Regions from separate parts of the Mus musculus genome. Here region 2 is linked to region 1. Evidence: chromatin contacts called from public HiChIP or PLAC-seq data. All regions are on one chromosome and are shown on one strand. Each heading gives the region's core, a stretch centred on a gene start, on an enhancer-like site or on the middle of the called end of the contact. The rest is flanking DNA. Distances are from core to core; before and after follow the strand shown. Region 1 holds the start of Rpl10a (ribosomal protein L10A). Region 2 has its middle 29 kb from the start of Tulp1.

Evidence for each region. HiChIP or PLAC-seq counts read pairs in DNA pulled down with a chosen protein or histone mark.
Region 2: a contact with region 1 is called in an H3K4me3 HiChIP or PLAC-seq map of embryonic stem cells, with 20 read pairs. The contact joins the enhancer-like site here to the promoter of Rpl10a in region 1. A contact is called at or near these places in 4 of 39 promoter capture datasets (the 3T3-L1 cell line, embryonic stem cells, stem cell-derived epiblast-like cells and 1 more), 5 of 115 datasets of contacts at active chromatin or transcription factors (the 230-238 cell line, the SCID.adh cell line and embryonic stem cells) and 3 of 9 other capture datasets (adipose tissue, liver and pancreatic islet).

The regions. Positions count from the first base shown.
Region 1 is chr17:28,326,412-28,330,495 of GRCm38.p6, forward strand. It overlaps Rpl10a (ribosomal protein L10A), which reads left to right and starts at 2,060. Exons shown (of 6, transcript NM_011287.2): 1 at 2,060-2,207; 2 at 2,400-2,474; 3 at 2,556-2,636; 4 at 2,963-3,111. The coding sequence starts at 2,203. It overlaps Fance (Fanconi anemia, complementation group E), which reads left to right. Exons shown (of 10, transcript NM_001163819.1): 10 at 1-163.
Region 2 is chr17:28,392,319-28,396,402 of GRCm38.p6, forward strand. No RefSeq gene overlaps it. Among named protein-coding and RNA genes, the nearest start is that of Tulp1, 29 kb to the left of the region's middle. Within about 2 kb of position 2,048, at least 20 of the 459 cell types and tissues checked have an H3K27ac peak or open chromatin away from gene starts, as enhancers often do.

The DNA.
Region 1 (4,084 bases), core at 810-3,309:
GATACAGGGGCTGTGGAGGATGAGTGGGAGGTGGGCAGAAAAGCTGGCCTTTCAGTGTGAGCCTTTTGTGCTCAGGTATATGTTGTGACCTCCTCTGTTTTGTTTGTTTCTGAACTGAGTAATTTTGTAACAGTTTTAATAAAAAGAAGACAGTCCATCCAGGCTTGGTGGCTCAGCCCTGTCATCCCAGCCCTCAGGCAGAGCCAGGAGAATCAGGAATTCAAGGTCATCTTCAACCGCACAGGAGTTCAAGGCCAGCCTAAGCTATGTGAGAGAGACCCTGTCTCAAATAAGTTTGTGGGTGTGGCTGAGATGGCTGGAGGTGGGGGCAGGAGAGTCCCCCAAAGCTACAGGGCCAGCTTAGCCGGAGACAAAATGGAAGGCAGGGACTGGCACCTGAGGTTGACCTCTGACCCGTGTGTGTGTGTGTGTGTGTGTGTGTGTGTGTGTGTGTGTGTGTGTTGGCATGTTTGCAACCCAGAGTGCTCAAGCATGCACAGCACAAATGTGTACAAACATATGCATGTCAGATACAAAGAACTTCCAAACAAGCACTTGTATTCTTAGGCTACTTTCCCAGAACCCCCTTTACTCCCTCACCTGCCCCCACCCCTCCCATCACAGCAGGTCTGTCAGAGCTGCCTGATGAGTGTCAAGGACTACACTGAGGGCAAGGGTGGGCTTGGGACCCATAACTTTTGTTTTCATGCTGAGCCGGAGTCTTAGGCCTGCTAGAACTCTGAACTCTGTCTTCAGCTGCAGCAAAGGTTTGGACTGGGATCTGAGGGATGTCTAACCCACCATGGGCTGAAAAGACACAGGGTGCCTGCTGCAGACCTGTGTGACATCTGTATTTCCACAGCACCTCACTCAAAAAATATTTAGCACACAGCTGGGCACGGTGGCACACACCTTTAATCCTGGAACTCAGGAGATCGAGGCAGGCAGATCTCTAATTTCAAGGCCAGCCTGGTTTACAGAGCGAATTCCAAGAGAGTCGGGGCTATGCCAAGAAACAAAAATTTGCCAAACTGATGTGACTGAATTAGCCTGAGAAAGTTCATGACAGCATCCTCCTACCTTAGCCCTGCAGTGGGTGGGGAACTGAGGTTTCTGGGTGCTTCTGAGTCCCTGTTCCAGGGAGGCAAGGAGGTCAGTCCAGTGAGAAGGTCTGGCTTTTGAGAACAAGCTGAATCTGACTACAGAAGCAAGGGGAACAATGTCTAAGAGACAGACGTCAGCCGCTCACCATGTTGATGGCCTTTAGAGTGTGGATGGCACTTGCAGCTTCAACCTGCCTGCTCTGCTCTGACCCTGTGGGAACCTGCTTCATCCTGCCTGCTGTTTGCTGTGTGTGTGCTCAGGCGAGATGAGCTATTCGTAGGTCTGCTCCCTGGAAATGGTGGGTGCTGGCTACATCTGTGATTTGTTCCCAGAGAGGGTGACATGCCTCCAAATGAGTCACTCCAGATCTGGAGGCTCCCTGCAAACGCTCCTTGACCCGGCGCCTCTCTATTAACTGCGAAGACCGGGGTCAAGTAACAAGAACGACTTTGTTTGAAATGCCAACTAATTGAGACAGGACAGGGGCATTTGTCCAAAGTCCACCTTGCCCGGAGGCTGAATCAGGGGCGGTTTATACAGATGGCCAGGATAGACTGGTGGGCGCCTCCTCCCAGGTGGAGGCTTAGGCTTAAGCCAGGCACATCTGATCCTAATCTAGTCACAAGGCGCTTTCCCGTTCTGCAGATCTCAGCAAGGGTCATTTCCTCAAGCTATTCCTGTCATCCATGCCTCTGCCCACATGCGGTGGCCGGACCATTGCACAATGCACGGCTAGAGGGGGCGGCTGCCCAGTGGCTCTGCGGGGCTCATCACCAAATTAGGCGATGACGGAGACCGGTTCTGCCGGGGACTGGAAGTCATGGGGCAGGCAGAAGATAGAAAGCAGGGAGAAATCCAATCCCAGGGCCCGGCTTCAGCCCTTGTCCCAATGCAGGACTGCCTGCTGCTCCTAGAGCGGTTCTCACGGTGCAGCCGCGTGGTGGCGCCCCCCCAGCGGCCGCAAACTGCAGCGCCTCTCCGGCTTGGCTGAGCGCGGAACGTGCCCGTAACGGGCAACTCTCGCGAGAACGCGGGCTCTATTTGAGCGCATGCGCAAAGCGCTCTGCCTTCTTTCCGGTTTCCGCGGCAGCCGCAGCCATGAGGTAAGTTGTTATCGTGGCGCTATCCGCCGCCATCCGTGCACCCACACGCCCGCGGACGCCCCGCGGCCCGTCTCGGAGGCTCTCCCGGCGACTGCCCCGCGTCGCGAGCCTTTCCCCAGCGTGCCGTGGGCCTGTCATCGGGCCCGGGGTGCAGCATGGCCGGCCCCGAACGCCTTCGCTTCTCCCCAACAGCAGCAAAGTCTCACGCGACACCCTGTACGAGGCGGTGCGGGAAGTCCTGCACGGGAACCAGCGCAAGCGCCGCAAGTGAGCGCGGGCCTCCCTCCCGGGGCAGGGCGAGCATCCCCGGCCATGGCGACCCTGGCTCACAGCTCCCCTCTCGCTCAGGTTTCTGGAGACGGTGGAGCTGCAGATCAGCCTGAAGAACTACGACCCTCAGAAGGACAAACGTTTCTCGGGCACCGTCAGGTTGGCACCGCTCTAACCCCACCCAGCCCTCAGTGTTCCCGTGTGGCCTGGCCGCGCCCTAGGCGGGCACGGGGACACTGACGTGCCAGGGTAGTTCAGGAGCCCTGCTGCAGGCAGGCAGGCTGGACGGACCCCCACCCTGGGTCTTAAAACAAGAGGGGAGGCGTGGGGAGGCCTCGGCCGAGCCCGCCGCCTAGCCTGAGAAGCCAGGCTAGTGTTGCCCAGAGCTCCGGGTAAGGCTTGCCGCTCCCTGCCATGCGTTCAGATCTAGCGGGATGGCCAGCGCCGACCATGACCTGTTCTGTTTTCTCCCCTCCCAAACGCAGGCTCAAGTCCACCCCACGCCCCAAGTTCTCGGTGTGCGTTCTGGGGGACCAGCAGCACTGTGATGAAGCCAAGGCCGTGGATATCCCCCACATGGACATCGAGGCGCTCAAGAAGCTTAACAAAAACAAGAAGTTGGTCAAGAAGCTGGGTAGGTGGGGCTCACTAGGGCTGAACACAACCCATGACCCCCTGCCCAGGAGTGGCAGCACACATTGGGCTTCACAACCAGTTAGAAAATGCCCCACAGGCTGGTCTGATACTCCCCTCTCGCCAGTGTGTGCAGTTGACTCATAGCCAGCTATTGGTTTGGGTTTCAAGTCTTTTCAGTTAACAACCTATCGAGGGAGGGGTCACAAGTGTCTCCCACGTGTTAGCCTCCATGGTAGCCCCTGTCTCCGCATACATTTTGGGAATAGTTATCCACTGTGAGCTAGGCAGTTGTCATGCCTGCTTTTATAGATAGAAGGTTTCTCCATCTGTCTTAAGATTTGGAGTAATACTGAGTCTTACTGATGTTGCCAGCCTGGGGTCTAAGGTTATCCTCTAGAAGTGCTCAGGACTGTGCCCTGTCACTGAGCTGTGTTCTCAGGTGACATTATGGTTCCCAGGCCTGCTTGAGGCTTCTCAGATAGCTGGCCTTGGTCCACCTTTGACAGATAATGAGACAGCTTTTTTCTTAAGATTTTATTTTATGTATATGAGCAGGCTGATGAGAGCCTCAGATCCCATTACAGGTGGCTGTGAGCCACCATGTGGCTGCTGGAAATTGAACTCAGGACCTCTGGAAGGCAGCACTCTTAACTGCTGAGCCATCTCTCCAGTCCATAGTTTGAGGCAATTTAAATGCAGGCTTACAGTGAATCCAAGGGGTGGGGGCCATCACAGCCCCTCAGTTCTATGCAGCACACCAGGGATTGTGGGACATCCTGGTCTAAGACCTCTGTGAGGACTTGAGGGTGGAGCTACTCAGCAGTCATGGGTCTGAGGAGGCAACTTGGCCTTCTCGTTGTAAAGGATGGGTTGGTTGTTTAAAATGTTTTGTTTTGTTTTTTTTTTTTTTTGGTGGTTTTTGTTTGTTTGGTTGGTTTTTTTGGTTTTTTTGGTTTTTTTTTTTTTTTTTG
Region 2 (4,084 bases), core at 798-3,297, 66 kb after region 1:
GCTCTTTCCTGGTGTCCCCCAGCAAGGCCTTATGGTAATAAAACCCTCCTGCCCCCAGATCTTTTGCAAGGATCTAAACTCCATAAAAAGGAGCAAATGATTTGATCACTGTTGAAATTCAGTTAAAAACAAAAAAACACAAGGGGCCTGGAGAGATGGTTCAGAGGTTAAGAGCACTAACTGCTCTTCCAGAGGTACTGAGTTCAATTCCCAGCAAGCATTTGGTGACTCACAACCACCTGTAATGAGATCTGACGCCCTCTTCTGGTGTGTCTGAAGACAGCTACAGTGTATTCATATTAAATAAACCTTAAAAAATAAAATAAAAAACACCCCCCCAACCCAAACCCCATAGCTGGGGGGAAGGGTAGAAGGGGGGCAGGAACACCAAAGACAGAAATTCAAATCCAGGTGTACAGACAGAGAGAGGAATAGAGAGATGGCTCATTAGCTAGGAGCTAGCAGCATATGTACCCAAACAAACAAAGGAAAAACTATGCTCTGGCCGGCTCACGGTGTCAGAGGGGGCGATAGGGAGAAAGGAGTGATAGAGAAATAGATTTATTTTTTTCTAAGATAGGGTTTCATGCAGCCCAGGTTGGTCTTGAAATTCTAACCCTCCTGCTTTCTTATCTGAAGGACTGGAACTTGCTACTATGTTTGGCTAACAATTTGTGTGTGTGTGTGTGTGTGTGATTGTTTGTTTGGTTTGTTTTCTTCCAGACAGGGTTTCTCTGTGTAGCCCCAACTGTCCTGGAACTCACTACACAGACCTGGCCTGGAATTCAGAGATCTGCCTACTTCTGACTCTGCAGTGGGATTAAGAGCGTGCACCATCATTGCCCCCCATGCTTGGCTATTGAAATTACATCGGTATGGGCTCAAATTATATCCTATTAAATTATGATGTTAAGGGTTGGAGAGATGGCTCAGCAGTTAGGAGCACTGGCCGCTTTTTCAGAGGCCCTGAGTTCAATTCCCAGCAATCACATGGTGGCTCACAGCCATCTGTAATGGGATCTGATGCTCTCTTCTGGTGTGTCTGAAGACAGCTACAGTGTACTTACATATATAAGATAAATAAATCTTTAAAAAAAATTTAAGATGTTAAAAGATAAGGAAATTGGAATGACACACTGGAAAATATTTATGTAACACAAACTAAGGCGGTGGCCAAGAATGACAAACAGGGCAGAGCAGTGAGACAGAACACGTGCAAACTGGAGTCGGGGAGCAGTTCAGATGGCAGCGTAAGGTGTGGATGTGGCATGCTGGGACCTGAACATGGGTCTGCTGGAAGAGCAGCAAGCACTCTTGAAGGATGAACCCAAGATCTCACCATGAAAAGGCTCAGCGGGTAAGAGCACTGATCGCTCTTACGAAGGTCCTGAGTTCAAATCCCAGCAACCACAGGGTGGCTCACAACCATCCATAACAAGATCTGACACCCTCTTCTGGTGTGTCTGAAGACAGCTACAGTGTACTTATGTATAATAATAAATACATCTTTAAAAAAAAAAGAAAAGAAAAAGAAATGGGTTAACCCATGAGAAAGATATTATTAGAAACACGTGTGCACACCAAGCCCCAAAATATAGGAAGCCAAGCTGGAGAATGCAAAGGCAAATGCAAGCTAGTTCATCAGTCAGGACAGAGGCTGCAAATACCATACGTCCACAAAGGAACCAGACAAGCCCGAGCCACATGCACTGGAAACCCAGCCGACCTCACACGCGATTAATGCCACCCTGGGCCAGGGGGTGGATTCCCCAAGTTGTCCTCTGACCTACACATGTCTGCTGACAGGCACACCCACACATGTATATCCGCAAGCAATATAAAATGTGAAACTAAAAGCTTTTTAAAATGCCAAGCAAAAACATGTATGAGATCTTCTTAAAAGCAGGACGGATTCTCCGGGGGGAGGGTGGGGGTGACCATATGTGGCCGCAAAAAGTCTCAATATATTTAAAATAACGTAAGTCAAACAAAGAATGTACATGGTGTGCACTCTCACCACAGTGGAATGAAATCAGATTAATAACAGAAGGGAGGCAGGCAGTTGGAAAAGGATACAAATATGTGGGAAGGAAGCCGACTCTTTAGCAAGCTGAGGGTCAAAGAAAAAATTATGAAGGAAATTAGAAAATACCTTGGGATGAATCAAGACAAAAAATGCAGCCTGGAGACCCCGCTCATTGCTTACAAGCACCAGCTGCTCTCGCAAAGGACGCGGGTTCAATTCCTGGCACCCATGTGGCATTTCACAACTGCCTGTGACTCCAGCTCTGGGGCATCTGACTCCCTTCTGCCCTCCACAGGCACTGGGTACACATGTGGTCCACAGACGTGGTGCACAGGCGTACGTGTTAGCATTCTGTCTAAACTCCACCCCACAGTTACCTGGCAATAGCCAGGTAGGGCTGGCTCACTATAAAAGGAGCTGCTTGCCCCCTCCTTGTTCTCTTGTTTCTCTCTTGCCCTCGTAGGCGTTTCCCTCCTCCCCTCCCTTCCCTAGTCCCTTCCCCATTTGTCCATGTGTTCATGGCCGGCCTCTATTCTACTTCTCCCTATTACTCTTCTCCCTCTCTCTGCCTTTCTCTGCCTCTACTACCCTTTTAACTCCCCTCCCCATGCCCTGAATAAACTCTATTCTATACTATACCATCATGTGGCTGGTCACTCAGTTGGAAGGGATGCCTTGACATGGGCTGGAGGAGGCACCCCCCTCCCCTATACCTCATCACATCTCCATAGACCATATTCCCCTCTCTCTCTATCTTTTTTTAAATACATCAACACGTGCAGGCAAAACAAAAATCGCCATACCAATGCATATGTGCTGTGGCAAGCCAGAAGGGAAGTTAGGGCCGATAAGTCTGTATTAAAAAGAGACAAGATCTTGGGGCTAGGGAACTGCTGGTCTGCGTACCTAAGTCTATCTGCAGAGACCTCTGGCCCGCAGCCACCACCGATGCGCTGCTGCTGCTGCTGCTGCTGCCTTGGCTGCTGCTGTTCTTCCCAGGCAGTGTAACAGCAGCTCTTCTAAGACAGATGCTCCCAGATGATGGAGTAACTCTCACACACACCTTTATTCCTCTGGATAGGATATTATGCACCGTTTTGGGGTGGGGTGGGGTCTGACAGCAGGTGCTTCCTATTGGCTTGGTCTGAGATGTTAGGGATGCCTCATCTACATGTGGAGGGGTTTGGGGGTGCTGCGCCTATGTGACTGATGGCCACAATTCTCTCTATGGGTGGCTGTGACAGTGACAGGGGCCTGATGTTGGGAGCAGGTGAAGCTCCTACTGTCCCTTCTGGGTCCCTGGAGCTTCAAGCCCAGCTCGACCTTACCAGACTTCCTCTCGCGGACCACGGCCCCACAGGAAAATGGTTCAGCAATGGAGAGCTGGTATTACTCTTTCAAAGGATCCACATTCATTTCCCAAGCAAGCACACATGGCAGCTCACAACTGCCTGTAACCCCGGGGAATCGCATGCTCTCTGTTGGCCCCTGGGGACACCTGCACTCACTCGTGTGCATGTGTGATCATGTGTGCGAGCGTTCTCTCTGTCTGTCTGTCTCTGGCAGCGTCTGGGATTTCAGGGAAGAAAGCTGTGCCTCCAAGGGCACAGGAAGTGCCTTTTACACCAGGCAGCAGTATTTGCATTGAAGAAAACAGAGAGGCTACTCATGTCCAATTGGAACTAAAAACGAAAATACTGAAGAAAGTGCAAGGGTGCCCACCTTGTGACCCCAGTGCTTGTGAGGTGGGGACAGGGGACCTCCGAGCAAGATGGCTAGTTTGAGCTCACTTGACAAGTTCTGGATTCAGGGGGAGAGGCTCTGTCTCCATGTATAAGCTGGGAACAAAGAAAAAGGCAGACATTCCTTCTTTCTTTTCCTTCCCTCCTTTCTTCTTTTAACAATTTACTTGTTTAATGTTTGTAAGTACACTGTTGCTCTCTTCAGACACACCAGAAGAAGGCATCGGATCCCGTTACAGATGGTTGTGAGCCACCATGTGGTTGCTGGGAATTGAACTCAGGACCTCTGGAAGAGCAAACAGCTAGTGCCCTTAAC